2 separate regions of the Anas platyrhynchos genome follow, and region 1 is linked to region 2. The links are chromatin contacts, called in public Hi-C maps. All regions are on one chromosome and are shown on one strand. The core of a region is the stretch at or near the end of the contact, and the rest is flanking DNA. Distances in the headings are between cores, read along the strand shown. Region 1 overlaps DST (dystonin). Region 2 holds the start of ZNF451 (zinc finger protein 451).

Region 1 (3,460 bases), core at 496-2,995, 50 kb before region 2:
CAGCCTCCTATACTTCTCACTGTAGATTACATATAATGTTTTAGTAAAAAAAAAAAAAAACAAATTACCCCAACTGTAAAAGGTAGATCAGAGTATGAAAGCACTATGGACAGAAAAAAGGCAAATTAAATTTTTAAATAATTTTTGAATCTCTGATGGGCACAGGTTGTTTCAAGGGAAAAAAAAAAAAAAAAAAAAAAAAAGGAAGACTTAGAAGATTTTTTTTTTAAATGACGTAATGGAAATCTAAAATATTGGTATTGATATTCTGCTTTCAGTCATGAATGTTAACATTCCTGACTGACAGGTTACCCTCCTTTTAGGCTTAAACATTCATTTGTTCTTTTTAAGCTGTTGTAAAAGTTGCATAACAGCATTCAATCAATATTTAACCATTTGAAAATGTAAGTTCTTGTATTACACAACAGCAGTTAATACCGTTAATAATTATCAAATTGTTTTCTCTTGTAAAATCAATTTCAGTTGCCTCATCTTATGTTTGGTTGAAAACACTCCCTGCCCAAAGCTGGATTTTCCCCAAATTTTTCAAAGGCTGACTCAGAAGCCTGAGAGCAGGACTGATGAAAATATCCAGTAGGTTTTCTGAGGACTCTGGGCTTCAGAACAGATTTCAGTTCTCAATATTCTTCATGCTAGACACAGACCTTTTGTCCTCTTTCTTAAAGGCTTGTCTAAATTTGCCAGTGCTAAGTCTTTAAAATATAAATATCATCTGCTAGCCTTGGCATCAGGGAGTATAAAGTAAAGCTCTTGAAAGCTTGGGTTGAATCTCACTACTCTGACTAGAAAACTGCTCCAGAACTTACTGTTCCCTTGATTAGAAGTAATTTTCCTTTAGTTGCCACCTGAAATTCATACCTGGTCTTTAGTTTTTGTGACAACAGCATTCATTTCCTTAAATATGTTTTTTGCTTCGCTGATGCGTTCATAGCCTGCACTGTACCTCCTCTCAGCGTTTTTTGGTTTTGCTGAGCAAGCCAACTTCTTTTAATCTCTTATCTGCTTGTCCCTGTCATCTCATAGACCTTCTCTGCAACATTAAGCTTCACTATTCCTAGGGCTCAGGTGACTACCAGTGTGATTTTACCAGAACTTAAAAAATAAAAAGAGGGAAAAAAAAGTAAAGCAAGGCCAAATGTAACATTTAAATTTATCTATGTAGCTAAAATCTCTTCAGGTTGGCACTCACTAAACAAAGCCTCTGAGGACTCCTACAGCTGCCAGGCCAGTGCCCCACCATCACGGCCTGACCACCAAGCCAAGTCCGCCCTCGCAGCCCTTCCCTCCGATGTCAGGACACCTACCATCCTCGCTGAGGAGCTGAGCAGGATCCTTCCAGCCTGCAGATACGGAGGCAGCATTGATCTCTCCATCTAACAGCTGCCTGCTGAGGTTGCAGGCTGATGGCAGTGTGAGCAAGAAGCATGGAGAGCCAGGGAGGGCAGGCAGCAGACCTGCCAGGAGGGAGGCTGTTTCTTTTATGCTCCTGGTGATTTGGCCGGCCGTACTCAGCCAGCAAGAGGAAGAAGCCGTACGATCTGAGCGCAGGGAGGACAAACACCGGAACCAGCACACGGGAGGAAAGGGCTGGAGAAATACGCCGGGAGTGACAGGCTGAGGGACAAACACGGAGACTGGCTGACTCCAGAAATAAAGTCTGGGAGCTGGAGCTGAGGAGAAAAAGTGTTCAAGGGCAAACAGGCTGGATAAAGACTAGAGGAGAAACAGAGATGCGAGGCAACGGCTGGGGCCAGTAACCAGCAGTGCTGGAGAGAGAGACCAGGGAGAGCTAAGGATCTGATGTGCTGGCATGAAGCTGGTATTGCCTCAGCAAGAGGCTCTGAACGAGGTTCTCTGAGGAACGAGGAAGGTAGGACCTGAGGAGAGGCAAACAAGAGCCAAGGAAGCTAACGAGGAGCACATAGCCAGAGGCCACAGGGAAAAACAGAAATCAAAGAGCTGGCTGAACAAGTGCCTCTGAGCATCACGCTGACTGAGCAGGTGAGCCTGGGGATGTCACACGCAGAGGGTGTGACACAGAGGAGCGATTCGAGGGCTGACAAGGAGAGAGACAAGGGCTGAGGTTGGCAGAGGAGTAAGGACGGAGGAGCAAGACTGAGCAGGTGGGAGAAAGGAGCCAGTGGTGGGACAGAGGCAGGTCAGGAGCGGGCTGGAGGGACAGGGTAGAAAAATGGTAGCTTGGGAAGAATGAGCACAAAAAAAGCACGTTCCCCTAAGGGACCTGTAGGAAAACTGGGATTTCACCTAACTCAGCCACCTGAGGGCTCCTCTAGGAACATTACCTCCGTCCCTTTGGTACGGATTCACAAGGAGGAATACAAACATTGTCAGTCTCTGCCTGAGCTCCAAGAGCAGAAATTTCTGTGGTCTGGTTCAAATGTCAAAACCTGCTGATGAGCCACACAACAGAGCTTTATTTTTAAGTTTACTTTTTTTTTTTTTTTTCAACAGTAAGGAATTAGACACAAAGTTTATGTTAAAGTACTGTTTTTAAGGTCAAGCACTAAAATGTTACCACATTCCAGACTCAAGGTTCACCACACAAGCTTCATTCAGCCTTTTCTTTTTTTCCTATCATGGCACAGTCGTAATGATGTGGTCATATGCTATTGTGTCCACAGTCATTTGCTCCTATTTAGTACAAACAATGAGTAATATTCACTCCATAAACAGGTGTTCAATATTTTATCATCCTGATTTCAAAGGGCAGCCCCTAAACTTATTTCATACTATTCAAATAATATGAAAAAAAAAAAATTCTGTTTAAACCATTTTGTTGTGCTCATTACTACAGTAGTATCTCACTGCTCTGTAAGTATGAATGATCTTCCACATCACACAGGGCGCAAACTGAAAGCAAGAAGACAATTCTAGTACCTAGGTCAAATTGAGATACTAGGGGCCTCATTTTTAGGAGTTACTACAATTATGTATCAGCAACACGCAGACCACGGCACACGGGGAGTTCAGTGGTGAATGGCAGTTCGAGAAGTTTAGGAAACCCAACTACATGCTTTAAATCATGCCCTTAGAAAATGGAGGATAAAAAAAATGTTTTAAGCCAGTTGTTTGGTAAGTTCACAGTGACCTTGCGCCCATCCTTCACTCTTCAAGGCAGCACTCGCTGCTTTTTATAGAAATAAAAGATCCTTTCTCTTCTCGCAATCTCCTGTTTTATTCATTTACACACTCTACAACTTCTGCAGTAGAACTCCTACACATAAGAGTCATCCTAAGAGCACTTCCACCCTGCAATGGATACAGAGTACATCCTGTGAGAAAACAGTATGCCATCATACATTTAAAGTCTGTATGACAATGCAGATGCAAAGTCGACCGAAGTGAAGCTGCATGGGTAGCCTTAATTCCAGCATTTCCTAACGTTTGAATACTTGCCTTTGCCAAACTATTCTTTCAG
Region 2 (3,686 bases), core at 666-3,165:
GATCTTTTTTAATTCTATAATTGTTTTAAAGGCATATAATGAATATGTGGAGTTGGGTGACAATAATACTGCTGAGCCTGTGTGAGAAAATGAGATCTGCTCAGAAAAAAAGCTTCCGCATCCTGTTTAATCCTCAGACTTCGCTTGGAGGTTTGGACTTGAAGATTTTAACTCATCAGCAGAACATGGGTACCCCCTGCTCTCCTAGGTTTGTCTGCTGCTACCTTTGGAGAGAAAAAAAAAAAAAAGAAAAAAAAAAGAAAAAAAAAAAAAAAAAAAAAAAACAACTCATGAAAAGTGAGATGGTGAATCTGCATTGCAGTTGTTCTACCAGCCAAAAAGGCTGCAGGCTGCATTTTTTCTCTTCTGCATGAAACTGAGTCTGCATAAGAACTGTCTAAAACTTTCCCCACAACCTAAGAAGTCTGTACTTTCCCAGGCATTACCTAAAATACTGTTATTTTGGAGTTCAGAGTTTCATCAGCATACTGTCAATGCTGACATGATTACATGTATCAATCCTCTTGCTATTCTTTTTTTTTTTTTCCATAATTGTTTGTGTAGCCGGAGGATGTTTGGATGGGTCACTGCAATAGCAAACATGCTTCATTTACTTGAGTTACTGCTGAAAATTTCCTATTCAGTGTCATTTTCATAGAGGAGCAGTTTCAAAAAACAATGCCACCTTGTTCTATTAACCCAATATTATTGCACATCAGATTATCTACCTTCAAGAATAACAAGTAACTAAGTGCAAATACAAGCTACAAACAGAACAGCTGCTATCAACGTTCTGTTAGCACATATAAGTTAAAATGCAAAATATGAAATTTTAGGCATCAACAAGGACTTGAATTTTCTAAGCAGTAGTTTAGTTTTGTTTATGCACCTCAATAGTGATGAAGTTGTAGAAATTTGTTACCTAGTCTATTTTAATTAGTAGTCAAACAGTAAAAAAGAAACAAGAATTACATCTCACTGAAGGGGCTAATTCTGAGTTTACACAACAGAAAATGTATATAAAAATATTTCAGTCATTGTGGTGGTTGGTTGGTTGGTTTTTGCCATTCAGCATCTCAGTATATCTACCAGAGAGCTGTTTTCATTCACACATGAAATGGGGCTTAAAACTTACAGTACAGTAACTTGCTTACAAGAAAAGTGCACTAAATTAATGCTGACTTTAAGTGCCCTGTGATGCGTTATTTCTTTCACAAAGCTTCCAGATCACCAAAACTTAACATACTGTCCTCAAATCTTCCTCAGGTATACAAAATTTAGTAAGGAGGAATAGTGACGTGCTTTGTGTGCATTTAGGTCTTTCATGTAGGCATGCAACTGTGTCATTACATGTTCCTATTTACCCAGCGTTAATGCGTTGAGCAAAGGCAATTCATATGTACTTGGGGTGGCTCAAGGTAACTGGGGTGAAGGGAGGAGAGCAGTAGTAGATAAAAGGCAAGAAAACAAGTCAATAAAATAAATAAAATTCATCTTAGCTGTGTCATTTTATTTCAGGATCTCATCATTTTCAGTTACAGGTCTCCAAGATATCAACATTTCATCCATTAACATTCACAAGCCCGTTTATTTTCCCTCAGCATTTTGTAGCAGCAGAGCCCACCACAGACATCCATCCCCGTCGCCCACCCTGCTCCCCCACACAGCCTGGCTGCCGCAGTGCATTCCCCAGCCAGGAAACTCAAATTATAAGGGAAAAGGGGTCGCAGATCCCCAGAGTAATGTTTCTTTTAGATCTTCCAAGCTTGCCCACCCTGCATGAAGCCACCAGAGCCGAGGCCCGGTGGTTACCACACAGCTTCCACCCCCTGCCACCCCCTGAGACATGGCGCGGGCGGGGCAGGGGGCATGAGGAGGGAGCCCCGGGAGGGGGGGGGGGGGCACGTTTTGCCCCCACCCCGCCCTCAGAACCGAAGCCTCTTTCAAGCAGGGCGGCCACAACGTTCCCCGCCCGGCTACCGGCGCCGGGACAACGGTGTCCGGGGGGCGAGCAGGGAGCAGGGCACGGGCGCCATCGCCCCACAGCCTCCTCCTGCTGCTGCTCCCGCTCCCGCCTCCGCGCCCTGGCCGCCGCCCGCCGCTATGGCCGGCGCCGGCCCCGGCCCCGGTCCTGGTCCCGGCACCATCGCGTGGGTCCCCGGGCTCCGTGCACCGTAGCGGGGAGGGGATGGAGAAGGAGAAGGGGAAAGGGACGGGGGTGAAGCCGGGCGGCGACTACAAGTCCCGGCAAGCCGCGCTGCCGCCACGCCTCTCCCCCTTCCCCGCCGCCCCCGGGGGAAGAGGAAGCGGCGCTGCAGCGGGCAGCAGCCCCAGGGTGGGTTTTGGGGCGAGCGGGGTGGTACCGAGCCCCCCAGGGCCATGCCGAGCCCCCCGGGGCGGTGCCGAGCCCCCACGGGTGCTTCTCCCCCTGGGGACGCCGGCAGCGGGGCGCTGCCTGGGTTAGGCCGCGGTTTGGGGATTGGGGTGGGGGGGGGGCCTGGCAAATTGAAATCCGCGGTGGTGAGGGGATTTGGGGTTTGTGTCTCCCTAGGTGATGGAGCCCTACGGCTCGGCCGCCGGTTCCGAGAGGAGGTCGTCGGCTTCCGAAAGCGAGGACGAGATTGAGTTTGTTGGAGTAAGTAGGACCCCGCGCCTGCAAACGGGGGCTTGGGGCAGAAAACTTAATGCGTGCCCTTCAAATGTAACCAAAATCAGCAAAAATTGTGACATCTGAAGTCGTCGGTGTCAGCTTTAAGATAACAAGTTTGTATTAAACAGATAACAAGCTTATATCAAAGGTGCTTTTGGCCCCTTCGTTGGGAAGGTGCTGGGTGATGCCAGTCGGTCCTACAGGGCGAACCTAGAGCCGAGCAGCCCAGCGGGTGGGTGTGGGGTGTGAGGGGGCCGGGGGGTACACGGCAAGGTCAGGCACTGCTGGTCGTGTGGCGGGGTGCTTAATGAGCAGCCTCATCAAAGGTAACGAGGTAAGAGGCCTTAAGCAGTCTTCTCAAATCGTGAAGCAGTGTCCTGTACCTACACTACAGCACCAGTTACCCGTTCACCTTACACACACCTAACCTTAAGATACTTATATCTGTCAAATACCCAAGGAAAAGAGGGTGTTTTTCATGCTGGCAGTGCTCTAGCCTCAATCCAGCATCAGTCAATTGGTGCTGGATGGCAGGCACATGTGGAAGAACAGAAAGATGATTTATCCTAAAGCAGAAGTCACACAAATAAGAGATAAGCCATTTATTGATGCTGGGACTGAAAATGGGTGGCTTCCTATGGATTTCTCTTGTTTTTAATGCTAAAAAGTAAGTGGCAGTAGATTTCTTCCTGTTTTTCATGGTGTTTGATGAAGTCTAAGTTCATTGTACACCTTTCTGCACAGGTATTTAGGTGCTGAGGTATAAGGGGCATACACATGTTTTTGCTAAACCTATAAGTACTTGACCGTCTCTGAGACTTCTTGATCTTTTGGTTGAATTTTACCAGAATTGACTAATGAGTTCAGAGTTCTTTAAATAAACGGGCAAGCGTTCATGTGTAGCATGATTGTATAAGCCTCACTTTCTTAAAACGCTGGGCGAAGAATGAGGAAGTTAACATAGCTTTGGGCGTGCAATGATTGAAGGGCTGCTGTAGAACTGAGAACACCAACTGAAAGAAAAGAAACGTATAAA

Evidence for each region. A called contact is a pair of places that touch in the nucleus more often than the background predicts.
Region 1: a contact with region 2 is called in a Hi-C map of F1 follicle, with 2.9 times the contacts expected there. The contact joins the enhancer-like site here to the promoter of ZNF451 in region 2. A contact is called at or near these places in 5 of 8 Hi-C or Micro-C datasets (F1 follicle, F5 follicle, liver and 2 more).

Annotation. Positions count from the first base shown.
Region 1 is chr3:94,708,591-94,712,050 of IASCAAS_PekinDuck_T2T, reverse strand. All of the region lies in intron 3 of DST (dystonin), which reads right to left. Among named protein-coding and RNA genes, the nearest start is that of DST, 24 kb to the right of the region's middle. Within about 2 kb of position 1,745, at least 3 of the 8 cell types and tissues checked have an H3K27ac peak or open chromatin away from gene starts, as enhancers often do. A contact at or near this core is called in F1 follicle and subcutaneous adipose tissue, where this site is marked.
Region 2 is chr3:94,658,064-94,661,749 of IASCAAS_PekinDuck_T2T, reverse strand. It overlaps ZNF451 (zinc finger protein 451), which reads left to right and starts at 1,915. Exons shown (of 16, transcript XM_072036325.1): 1 at 1,915-2,150; 2 at 2,552-2,635. The coding sequence starts at 2,555.